2 separate regions of the Gasterosteus aculeatus genome follow, and region 2 is linked to region 1. Evidence: chromatin contacts called from public Hi-C data. All regions are on one chromosome and are shown on one strand. Each heading gives the region's core, a stretch centred on a gene start, on an enhancer-like site or on the middle of the called end of the contact. The rest is flanking DNA. Distances are from core to core; before and after follow the strand shown.

What was found. A called contact is a pair of places that touch in the nucleus more often than the background predicts.
Region 2: a contact with region 1 is called in a Hi-C map of skeletal muscle, with 5 times the contacts expected there. The contact joins the enhancer-like site here to the promoter of pdgfab in region 1. A contact is called at or near these places in 2 of 6 Hi-C or Micro-C datasets (skeletal muscle and tail fin).

What each region holds. Positions count from the first base shown.
Region 1 is chr11:11,761,981-11,768,532 of fGasAcu3.hap1.1, forward strand. It overlaps pdgfab (platelet-derived growth factor alpha polypeptide b), which reads left to right and starts at 2,277. Exons shown (of 7, transcript XR_005713487.2): 1 at 2,277-2,976; 2 at 3,984-4,080.
Region 2 is chr11:11,808,869-11,815,420 of fGasAcu3.hap1.1, forward strand. No RefSeq gene overlaps it. Among protein-coding and RNA genes, the nearest start is that of trnae-cuc, 11 kb to the right of the region's middle. Within about 2 kb of position 4,158, at least 2 of the 9 cell types and tissues checked have open chromatin away from gene starts, as enhancers often do.

The DNA of each region.
Region 1 (6,552 bases), core at 1,027-3,526:
CTCGGATCAAGTTGAGATATGGATGAAGGCGGTTATAGATGAAAGCGTGTATGTTTAAAAACACATTTTTAAAAATGACCAGATTTTTACTTTGATTTAATTATGCTATGGGAAAAGGAAAAGACACATTTAGGCATATTTATATAAAACAAGATACAGTGTATAATATATTGAAACGAATTAACTGGACTGTACATCCTCAATAAAAGATTAAATGCCTTAAATATATATTATTTAAAGTTGGACCAGGGATTATATTATAATTATTTTAAACATTATTTATCTTAAATGTTATGTATGTTGTATTTTCATGTTTTACATGCTTTCATTCTAATATTTATTCCAAATAGAAAACTGTTCTCACACTATGCGCAACAACCACACATACCTCAAAATAAAAACTTTGACCGTTTAAAGATAATTGGGTTGACCCGGTTATGGCTCCTAAAGCGATCACCACCTTCTCGGGAATGGATGATAAGAACAGACGGACAAGAGGCACACTCCAATCCCCTATAGGCAATGCAACTCATTTCAATCACATTCCTTAAAAACAATCCCCCTTTTTCCTTCGCTTCACTCACTGGGAACTATGTGTGGCCTTAAGGGGGAAACAGGAGTCATAAACTCACTCAGAGATTGTTTTCTCCGTAGCATCTTTATGGTCAGATTAACTGTGCATCAGCATCTATAAAACTGTTTTAATGGGTTAATGTTGTTAAGTACACAGACCTCAGTTGCCAGTGTTTTCTGGGCTTGTTGTTTTAATTTCTTCTTCTCCTTGTTAAATGACATAGAACCAATTATTTTCTCACTGTTGCTCTTTCCGATGCCCCCATTTGCGTAAACGTTTGCATCAAAATCGATCGCTATCATCCTCTCCTCCTCATACGTGCATCATTTCGTTTTTTCTCAGGCTCAATTGCAAGGCATAAAGATCATCAAGACACAAAATATGCAAGTTTATTCTTCTTCACTTCACTTACAACGTAAAACCGCCACTCTCTCCTGCTGTGTGGCCAAAACTCTCACCTCTTCCTTTCGACTCCCAGAATCGCACCATCGAGACACCTGATTCATGCATTTCAGTGAGGCGAGCAAATGCAGACAGGGGGGGCTGACCTGTGCTATAACCATGACAACAATGCTGGTGGCGATGAACCTGCCTGCCATCATGTCGCGTATGCAGAACGAGGAATGAACAAAACAAAAAGAGCTTTCAATAGGAGCAACGTGTCACATGTGTTGCTGTAGCAGAAGGACCTGTACTCTAAAAATCTAGCCTTCATTTTACAGCACTGGAACCCTCCTTAAAATGAACTTCACTGGCCTATTAAAATAGTTGCATTAATTACTACAGCAGCTGCTGGAGCTCTTTCTCCAGCGCAGTGTCTCCAGCCACAGCCCCCTCAGGCTGGACTCGTGCTTACGTGGTGCAGTTGAATGGACGAGGTGCAGATCGGACCACCTGGTTGGCTGACCTGTGGTTCCCTGCTGATTGTCACCTCTGGCTGATAATGTGCGGCAGGCCGTGCTGTCTCTGTCTCTGCTCCTGTTGGTATGTCTCGTCCATCGGCCCCTCAGGCTCTTCCTCCAGACCTCCCAGCACAGCACAGCACAGCCTCCAGCTTCCTCACCACGAGTTAAGACCATGTCTGTTGTTAACCTGCGGCTAACTAGTCGCTTCCTGTGTGCCAAAGATCGCGCCTGCAGGTATTAAATGCTCATTCATCACATACATTAATGTTTTCATATTCCTTTAAAAGGTTGTTTTGCTTTAAACTCAAAGGCACAAGAAGAGAGCTTATAATGAGTCACCAACATTAGAATTCCTACCATAATAATAATAATCATCTTTTACCATATTGTTCAATCTGATTGCATTGTTTAAATCATCCTGACTCTCTATGGGACTTTTAACATTGGTTAATTAAAGGCCAATTCTAACTAATGAAGGGAGGACAGAAGTCTCGTCCTCATCAGCATCCAAATCCTTTTTGCCTCAGCTCGTCCGTACTCATTGGCCAGTTTTTCATTCTGTGAAATCAGTTTTAATCAATATAAATGACAACTTGAATCTCTGAATGGACTCTGTGCTAAGATGAATACACACACACACACACACACACACACCCACACACATATACGGACTGAAGGGGGATGGAGTCTTAAGTCATCCAACCAGCCAACCAGCTCCTCTTGCTGAATAGAGCACGATTACCGAAAGGAGAGGGGAGGCGCAACGGGGCAAAGGAGCTGCCGGCTCTCTATATCCCGCTGCTCAGAGGCGCTCCGGCTCCATTCACTCCAGAGTCCCGCACTGTCAAGGACCCGTGCAGACCGGTGCAAGGCGAGCTCTGGATAGCACACACAAAAAAAGGAAGACTTCTCTCTTGTGATTTTCCAAAAGGATCTGCGCGATTGGATTACATTCTTCTAGGACTATTAAATACTATCAAAGAAAAAAAAAAACTAACCGTGCGTCTATATTCTGGTTATTCTGACGGCCGCGCGTCTTGTTTGATATTCCAGTGAACTGGGCTGAAGTTGGGAGCCGCTCGTTTGTTAAAGGGTGAAGGACAAGTGCAATGCTCTTCAGACCTGTCCGTGCCTGAGGAGCTGCGTATCGAGCAGCCACGCAGATCTCCTTGGAGAGGACGCGGTCCAATGTGAATACCCAGAGACAACGTCCAGCCACTTCAGCTTTTTTTATTTTTTTTTTTTGCTTTTTTTGCTTACAGCTGCAAACAAGTGCACGGAGTTCGACCGAGCCCGCTGAGCAGCTCGGACACCCCGGTTTTACCCCCTCCCTAGAGGGGATGGTTGTGGGTCCTGTGGGGCCAGGAGCGATTCTGCGGCTCCTACAGATTAGCACCTTTTTCTCGTTCGGGGTTCGATCTGAATCAAAGGGAGATGAGAGCCGCACTTTGTTACTTCCTGCTGTGGACGACGTACCTGCTGCTGGCCACCTCTGAGGTAAAAGTTAGCAGGACTGCGCACATCCAGAAACCGCGCTGCGCCCCGGCGGCCTCAGCGGCACTTCGATGGGGGCCGGAGGGTGCAAAGTTCCCAGCGGAGCGCGCATTTCACTCTCAGAAAGAAGTAGTTTAATAAAGCATGTATTTGGCGTAGAAAACAAGATAACGAGCAGACGTCATTTTGATGATTTATTCATTCATTTGAATCAACCTATGATAAATCCAAACTGCCTGTTATAGGATGCAATTAAGAGTATAGACGGACGCTATCATAAGAAGAGGCTGTGAACATCGATTCATAATTCGAGAAGGAATAAACAGCACCTCGGCTTCAGCCACTAGGAGGGCAGTGACTGCGCTCCTCAGAGGACCGACATCGCGTCAACATTACAGTTATTTTTGGTGTTTGGTGCCAAATCTGTTTGTAGCCATGAGCCAACTGGGCAAACTTTTTGTTTGGGCTAATCGTTCATGGGAACCGCTCCGGGCGCTATAAATAGCCCGTGTTCCCCCCGCGGGGCCGCGCGTTAACTCCCGAGGTGCCCGCAGGACCTGCGACAAGTGCAAAGTGCGGGCGAGCTGCGGCTCGCGCGGGCGGATCCGCGCTACACGTCCAACTTCCTCCAGAAAACCCGGCGGGTTAATGCGCGTTTCACATTTCGCCGCAGTGGGTCAAAGAGTGTAATTCCACCCGGTAGCGGCTCACTGAGGACATTTTATTAATTCGATTAATGTCACATAAGTGGGCTGCAGGTGTTTCCACCATTATTGAACTTCCAGTGGCGCCTTTAACGCACAGGCTGTTTAGAAGTATCACTGATGGGGGGCTGCTGGTTGTAGTTGACACGCGGTTGCAAAATTGTCACAATCGGAGATCCTCCTCGTGGTTGTTTGAACTCAATACGTTGACTTACACCGACAAACAATTACAAAAACGTTTTGTCAATGACCTGACACATCTGTAACCTTCATCTCTTGTTTATTTTTTTTTGCACCCCCCTAAAGGAAGTGGAGTTTCCCCAGGAGCTGATAGACAGACTGTCCCACAGTGAAATCCACAGCATCAGCGACCTCCAGCGGCTACTGGACATTGACTCCGTAGGTAAATTCTGCCTCTTGATACTTTCATCAACAGAGATGTGACTGAATGTTCGCATGTGACGCTGCTATTGTTGATGTGACAGCACGGAGCAAAGGGTGGTGCTAAAAACAGCCGCAGCATTATTATTAGTATATCAGCAGTATATCCGTATAAGCTGTAGAAGTATGCTCTACTGTGGAAACCCTTTTAAACATAGTCTTCCCGGTGGTTACACCTGCATGTGGTACATTTATATTTTTATATGTGCTCGTTTGAGGATCAAGCCAAATGTATTTATTATTGCCTAAATGCATGCAAAGGTCATATCTAAAAGAATCGTGCATGCCTTGTTGTTAAACTGTGATTGTGTGAAAGTAATTCAAAGGATCCAAATACGACGTACAGACCCATTCCAGCGGGGTTTAGTGGATTTGGTGAAAGAACAAGGACACCTGTTGTTCTAGCACATTCTCATAATTACAAGTTGTGACCCCTGAAATCCAGCCCTGGCGTGCGTGATAAAGCAAGTTTACCCTGATAGGTGCGTTTACTGTACACACGTGACAAGGGTGGACTTTCACTGGTAGTTTTTTGGTTGTTGTGCATATTCCTTCAGCTGCTGCAATCAACTGTCTTTATAGCAACCCGACTGGAACACATGTCGCCCTGTAAACAGAGACAGCGACTCTCCGGTCAGGAAGGTTCCTCCAGTTTCAGGTTCTTGGCGGTTCTGGGGGACCGGTCAGGCTGTCTTAGATTAGGTAACAGCGGTGCGCTGGGAGAAGGTGTTTGGCTTCACTTGAATCTGTACTTTGGCTACTGAGGCTTTTACCATACATCCATTTCTGGGCTCGGCCCCAAAGGCTGTTTGATGGAAATAGGTAGTCACAAAGTTAGACAGCTCATTGGTAGCCTCAACACAAATTTTCATTGAAGGACCGGTCCTTCCCTTTTCCGATGGATACATCACCGACGACATGTATTAGTACCGCATTATGAGTGTGTTTCCTTTATTCATACACAATCAAACAGGCGCGTTTGCCCCACTTTACGTTGAGCCCAGAATAGATCCCTGGTTTTGCTTCTAGCATGAGAAGAGGTGTTTATAATTGAATTAACATGTCTTTCTTCAAACGCAGGAATGTTTTGCAGGGTAACAGTAGTAGGCTGATTATTATTACGAGGACATAAACCTGTCTGACGGCCAGCTTGGCGGCCCAGGCGAGCCCATTAAAAGACCGTTGACGCCAGCCAGAGGGGTATTTTCAGAGCTTTTGTTGCAGATGGCCAGGACAGTAAAGCTACCGGTATGGGCTGAACTCTACGTATCATAGCATGTCAACCAGGGAAGGAGAAAGGAAAAGGCTTAAATGAGGCGTTGAGTTAAACCTTTGATCATTGGTACCTGGAAAATGTTACACCGACTGATGCTGTGATTAAAGGTCAAACCCAGAATTGCCTTTATTATTTGGATGAAGTCCTTATCAGATGATCTTGTCATTATCGGACGTTGCTGTCCCGGGAAGGATGACTCTGTAGTTTAGTGCGTAAGGATGTATATGTGTCAGAATACCTTGGGAAGCCCCGCAGGGCTTTTCTTACTTCAGCGCTGCGGTGCTCGGCGCGAGTCTCCCTGCACACACATCCTCTTGGTGTCTCCTCCTTTGACTGACAGATAAGATGACCCGCCGTAGTCTGCAGATGGCTGTCTGGCCCCTGAGGTGCTCCTCTCCTCGCTTTTCTTCCTCTCTAACCCCGTCTCCCTCCTTAGGCGGCCCCTGGCCTGCCTGTTCTTATCTCTCTCAGTGAAGGACTCTGACAGAAAGGGGAACCTGACTCTTGGCGGGAGGGTTAAGGGGGGGGGGGCAGAGGTGGAGGAGGGAGTAGGAGGATTCTGGAGATTGTGTTCCTGCAACACTTCGACTCAGTAAAGGCTGCAAGTTGTCGCGCAGTTTGCTTTCTGACGAGCCGGCATAGTGTTCACGAGTGTGTGCGATTGAAATCGAAGTGCCTGGAAAACACATTCGTTGTGCTTCTTTCTGCTTTAACGCCTCGGCCCATCTGACCTAAAGCCATTATTTTTTACCAACTCAGTCATGTAACTGCAGAGAAGGAAGAAGCAGGAAAGAGAGACAACGAGGGACTTTGTACATGAAAACCCAAATATGCTGTACAAGTGGAGGAAGAAAGAAAGAGCCCAGGAGGAGTAAAGGGAGGGAGCGACGGCCCTCAGCTAACGGAGCGAGTAATTTGCGAGTCATGAAAGCCTGATTCACGGCGAGAGACCGTCTCCTTTCTCTAGTCTCAGTTACACGACGCTCCGGGCGTGTCGTTGGTTTTCGCGCTAACCTGCAGCCAACAGAAGAGCAAACCCCTCACCCTTTATACTTCTGCCTCCCTAAACTCCCCTCTTCTCTCTACTTGTCTCTTGCATCTTCCTGCCTGATCACTCTGATTGCTTTCTTTCCCCACGCTCCTCCCTTTGGCGCAAAG
Region 2 (6,552 bases), core at 2,908-5,407, 49 kb after region 1:
CTCTCTGAAGAAGGAGGCCCTACCCTCATGCAGGGACCCTCAATCATCATCAAATCGTCAGTGGCGGCTTTGATGCTCCATTCAGTTGATGGTCCTTTGTCGCGGCTCTCTATTCATCGGCACCTGGGCAGGTTGGCACCGTTAAACCCTTCTGCTGTGTTATCAAAACAAATGCCTGACCCTGTTCAGGGGATTGGATTTTAGATTGAGAGGCTGCGTTTAAGGGAGCAGTCAAGTGAGCCGAATGTGTCGTCTCTTTCGACGGGATGAGGGTAAGTACAGGGTGCAGGAGCGTTAAATCCTTAAACCATTATCGGGTTCCAGCGTGTGGGCTGAGATCACGATGTGGTCCCAAAGAAATGGAAACTTTGTAAGGAACTACGTGCAGTGGGTTCTAACATGAACAGAGGAATTGGGACATGCTGGCCTGTTTAAACCTTAGTGCCTGTGAAGCACTTCACAGCTGAGCCGAACAGCCGTGGGCAGCAGCGGGCAAGACACTCCGGCACCGCCCCCCCCCCTTTGGCAGCCCAGCTCGTTCTTGTCAGCTGTGTGAACGTGGCTTCAGACGCCAGCCAGCATGTCCCCCGGGTGCCTCCTCACCGCTGGAGCCGTGGGTGGGTGGGGGTGAGCGGGGGGACAGAGTCCTCCTTAATCACGTCAATGCGAGGATGGGACCAATGCCCAGAATCGCCGTCCCCCCGGCAGGTCCGTCCGTGAGCAGCCGAGCCACGGCACTGGGCAGAGCAGCCGAGGGGCTCTGGTCCCGCTGGATGCAGCGAAACTGACAAATGTGTGTCTCTCACATTGGGTAAACACGTGGAGATCAATGAAAAGGTGTGTGCCGCCCCGACAAAACACACACGCGAGCGCCCGTGCATGGCCATGCATACACATTAAACACTAGCGTCCCTAAATTAGTTTTGGCCTGGAAAATGTCTTTTTTACCTGAAATGATAACAACAATAATGGAGGCTTTGCTGTTTGCCCTCGTGTTGCTCTTTCTGAAAATAGGGGTCCGAGTCTGAGAGGCGGAGACGAGCGGAGACAAGGCCGGTGGTTCATTGCGGTGTCTTTGATGCACCGTTGTTCCGCTGACTACCCTCTCCTCTCTGTGTAGCCTCTCGGTTTTGGGCCCGGCTCCACGACCCTCTTCACAGACCTCTGGTCCGGCTCTGCTACCGCAGGCGCACTTCTTTAGCACGCGTCAATATTAGCTAAGGATTATTTCTGGAAGTCCAGAAGGGTAAAATCCTTTTAGAGATTACAGTCCTGACACAAAATAATGAGGAGGAATCTGAGGAAATGTGGAGGAGCCATTAATGAATATTTATTATTTGCATAAGAAGCAAGGATGATTTAACTCAGGAATACTGTGGAAAGCAAAACTCGGGTGAAGCCACAGGGTGTCCTGGGTAACCTCAGCCCAGAATAGCCTTCGATGAAGACAGGAATCACAGTATAGGCTCCTTTGCTTACAGATGTGGACAAAAAAAGAGTGAGTAGAGGTAAGTCCTTCCACACATGGATCATCCTCAACAGAAAATGCTTCATGTTTGGATCAGAAGCCGGCATTCGGGATCTCTATTCGGGAGAGAATGAATTAGAAACATGGCGGCCAACTGGGTGGTCAGGCCACTCACACGCTGCAAAGCCAAAAGATTTGACTCATGCTTTTCATATTATTTAATAGCACCAGACAGATCTAAAGGAGGTATGTAAGAAAATATGCTGTGTTTAAAAGACGCAACTGTATTTACATGATCTGTGAACGATTCCCATGTGGGATATCCTCCTGCAAAGAGCCTCTGATTGTTTGAAGCAGTCTGCAATTAGTCACGCAGTTCTTGAAAATGCTTGTTGCCTTCGGGGATCTGAAAAAATATTTTCCTTTTTTTTTTTCTCGACTAGATGAGGTTACTCACTCCTTACTCACCCCAAGTGGGTTTGGATTGGATAAGACTTGGATCTACCAAAGCAATTTGGGCTGAAATAAATTCCTTTAGCCAATTAACTACCTCAGCTCAAAGGTATGTAACGCCTTTCTGTAAGAAATACCTGCACTGACAGGATTTCCCCTTAGTTTCCTAGGTTTAATTCACTTTATCCATTCAACCATTCATTTTGTCTACTCTAGTTATCAAATATTATTGATTCATTTTAGCTTTAAGCTATTTATTACTTAAAGCGAACATATGCTCATCTTAGCATTCTTTTTGCTTTGAGAGCTCGTCAATCTTTTCACATTGGCCTAATCACTACTTCAGAGGACATACAGTGAAATGTCATCACAAACACCTGCCCAGCTTCTTCTGGTGAGGAGACGAAGACCAGTGGACCACAGACAAATCTGTTTCATCCTGTGTTAACTTTAGCCGTATGGGATTCATTGACATCACATTTTCAAAGAATCTATCACTCCAGCGTTCTGAAAAGTTCAAAAGTTCAAGTCGCACGTGTTGCCTGAACTGGGCCACTGCCTCGTCTGGTGATTCAACAGAAATTGTCTTGTTATCGCCGTACATTAGTCTGTTCGGTTCATCAAGGACATTATGTAACCTTTACAAGAGAATGGCATGCACTTTTGTCTGTACCTCAGGGTGTGTAACATGACGACAGGCTGCTCAGAGCAGACATACTCTTTTGCTTGGATTAATAATGTAAGTGAGTCTGACAACGGAAGAGAGAAGATTGAAGTGAGTCACCCGTAGAACCTGCCTGACTCATTTTTACAGTTTTTACGTTGATTTGACGTATTCGGTGCGATTGAGGAAGTCTAGCAGCCCCCCGGTCTCCCTCAACTCCCCTCTTCTGCTCTCCAAGAAAAGAGTGGAAAGTCCACTAGCAGAAGTTGGAAACTACAACCACAACCAGCCAATGCACAGGACAGTTATTCATAGACTGACGCACACACACACACACACACACACACACACTTGGGGTGGTGCACAAGACCAGCAGCAGTGGCAGTAGCAGTAAATTGGTACAGACATCCGTCAGAAGCCCCATGAGTCACACTGGAAAACATACAGCTCTCCAAAGCCAGAGTAGATATCCATCAAAAGTGATTGCGGCTGGTGCGAGCTCCTGCAAAAACACAGATATATACACACAATTATGTCCATGTACACACAAACACATACTTTCTCGCGCACATACCAACTACATAACCATACATGCACAGGAACACACAGGGCAGAGACCTTTGTGGTGTTGGCGGTGGGGCGGCGGGGGGATAACGAGCAGTATGTTGTCCGGAGGACAGACGGCGGAGCCTGGGGGACACACGCGTAACCACTGCAGAGGCTTTCATCTGCAGCCAGCTGAGGTCACCTGACGACATAAACACTGCCTGCAGAGTGAACCTCGACTCAATCTCCTGGTCTTTTGATAGTTTTTGAGAGCGCAAGCACCTTATTGGGAAACCGAGTACCGCAAAGTGTGGAAAGTGGGGGACATAAATCAATACAACTGATCAGACGGATTACGCATGATGAACGAAAGACAACTTATAGTGAATTAGGTTTTTGTGGGAGATTCTTAAAAAAAACAGCTTCTGCTCTTCCTGCCAGCCAGGAAACTTCAAATTAAACTGAGGACACGCGGACCCAGCACAGTAATAGAGAACCAAATTGTTATCTCAGCTGATGAGCCGATTTTAGTGGGTCATCTTCTTTTTTTTCTGCCCCCCAACTCCTCCCCCGGTCTCCTGCTTGCCACACAGAAGGCTGAGCTGTGGTGTGCAGCTCCGTGTGGGGCTGCGTGGTCAGGCAGTGCGGCGCTGCTGCACAGATTCCTGAGACATCAGACATTCTGGTGTTGGTGGGGCCAGCGGCTGCAGCCTGTGCCTCACGCATGACCCCCCCCCGCCCCCCCTCAAGGTCAGCAGGTCAGATCCTTTGATAAGCCGGTTCGCGTAGCAGCATGGCATGCATGAGTTTGTCCTCTCCTTAAACCACAGTGGGTAAAGTTGTATGCATGTTTGCCTGCCCGCTCTCTGTCATGCTCGGTTTTCTGCTGCTATGGTTACTCGGGTTTGTACCGGGTGGTTTTCTAGGTCTGGATCAAAACCCAAACACAATGCATGCTTGATTCGGCGGGCGGTTTCCTATCTCATCGCCACAGTGGGGCAGCTCGTACGCGTGCTGCAGCCTTCGTGTGTGAGCACGTACTTGTCTCTGCACGCATTTACACTCACAGCTTAGTGTGGATGTGTGTGTGTGTGTGTGTGTGTGTGTGTGTGTGTGTGTGTGTGTGTGTGTGTGTGTGTGTGTGTGTGTGCATACAGGCGTCCCAGAGGGGGTGAAAAGGCCTACACCTGCAGAGGATCTGCAGAGAGCATCTCTGTCATCTGGAGACCTGAGAACAGAGAAGGAAAACAGATGAAACATACGGGGGTCACCCTCCACCCCCAGACGTTGTTATTTCAAGCTTTTCTCATCATATTGAGGAGGAAGGGAACAATACACAGCACACACACACACACATAAACTCGCTCGGAGCACTCGCTCAGAACAGCACAGTCAGCTCTTTCAGCAGACAGAAGAAAGAGAAATATCAAAGAGCTAAGGAGCAAGGAGGAGGGACAGGGTGAAAGATATAGACAGCAGGGGAGATAAAGTACTTTATCCACAGAGGCTTTACTCCTCACTACTCCTCTACCACTTTTGCACCAGTGTGATACAAAACATGCATCAACACGACTCGAGCTAGAGGCAGCTTTTTTTTGTTCTCTCTCTTTTTAGGTTTTCAACTGTTTACATCTGCCAGCTATTTTTCACAGAGTCTTAAGAGAGGTGCGAGGGAACAAGCAGTGAGAAATCTCGGAGAAAAAGGAAATCTTGTCCACTGTTCAGGAAAATCAACAGGTATTGATAAATGTTTTCATGGTGTTGACAGTGATTTCAGTTACACTGACTTTGCACATTTGCAGAGTTTTGCAAATGTGCAAAGTCAGTTTGCACATTTGCAAAATATACATTATCCCTCATATATAAATCCCCCCCCCGACACTTTTCCACTCCACGCTATCCCCTTCTCCAGTTGTTAGGAAGGAATTCCTCTCCAGTAGATCTAATGGCAGTCGGGATGATTGATCAGGTGGTAAAGAGACTAGAGTCATTATAGGTCTACAGTCTGTGCGAGCATGCATATATTTGTGCATACATGTGCAGTATACATGTCACACACGTGTGTGTGTGTGTGTGTGTGTGTGTGTGTATTTGTGAATCTGCCTGCGTGTAAATTCCTCGTACGCCTATGTGTGTGTTTGTGTGGCTTCACAGCGCTGGAGACACCAGGACACTTGGCACCACACTGACGTGACCCAAAATTCGACCCTGCGGGACGCCAGTGACAGTCTGACATGAAAGATGAGACGCAGAGGAGGACATCATCAACAGGCGGCGGGGAAACAAAGCTCCAGCTAATCGCTGCTTCCTACAAAACTACATCTGTAAAGTTACTTTTAACCCGAGAAACAAGCAAGACCAAATAGCAAAACAGAGTAAAGACTCTTACACAGTCAATTCATGCTGTAGACGTGTTTTGTTCCTCACAAAATTAACCTCTTTGAACCTTAACCAATTATTTTTACCAAGCAGGGAAGAGCAGCTTAAGACAACTTCAGGCACTTGCGTAACAAACTACAAGAAGAAACAGATCTGCGCGCATTTCCCCCCCTGGTAACCGTCCAATATTGAGGCTTCTTCATGCCTCTGCTCTCGCTGTCTGCAATGAGCGTCTGTGTACATAGTTCTCCTGCACTTGGATGCCCTTGCCACTCTGGGTTTATTCAACCCCCTCTGCAGCGGAGTAGACAGTGAATTTTTCAATACCTTCAGTGGATGTTATTTGTCCAACAGGTCCATGATGTTACCAGAGCTGCAGCACTGTCGGAATACAAAAATTCACTTAACTTGCTGATATTATGTGACATGAGCAGCGCCCCGAGGTTGTGAAGGGATGGCACTGGGGGTTAGGCTATGCTGAATAAATGCTTTGATGCAGGTACTGATATGTCCCCTCCCCCTCTCTCTCTCTTTCGTCTTCAATTGCTTCGTTCAGCCCTTTTATTTCTCAGCCCTTGGGTCAGCTAGCCAATCTAATGGGCCATCGGCTGAAGGGCGAGTAGTTACAGAGCAAAGCTTTATGACTCAGGTGCATCCCGCTCACAAACACACCTGAAGAGGGCCTTGGCTGACCTGGATGGGAGGCGTGCTTAGATGTTTTTCCTTTGACTGCGGCTGTTGACCTTTATATAACGTTAAACCCTCTACAGCGCTCCCAGTTTCCTGGACTTACAATCTGGGCAATATTAGAAAGAAAAGGCCCTCAGGGCGAATAGGGGTATATGGCCAAGTTCAAAATGAGTGTGCAGTAGTTTGATATTCAAGAAATATATATTTCTTGGCGCATCTCCTTCCCGGAAGATTGAATTTTGCGCGGGTCAGTGTTCCTGTGTGGCCCGATCACCTGTCGCCTCAATCCTGTCATGTTGGCACGCAAATATCCATCAAGTCTCTCAGACAGCGGGGCCGAGGATGAGCAGGC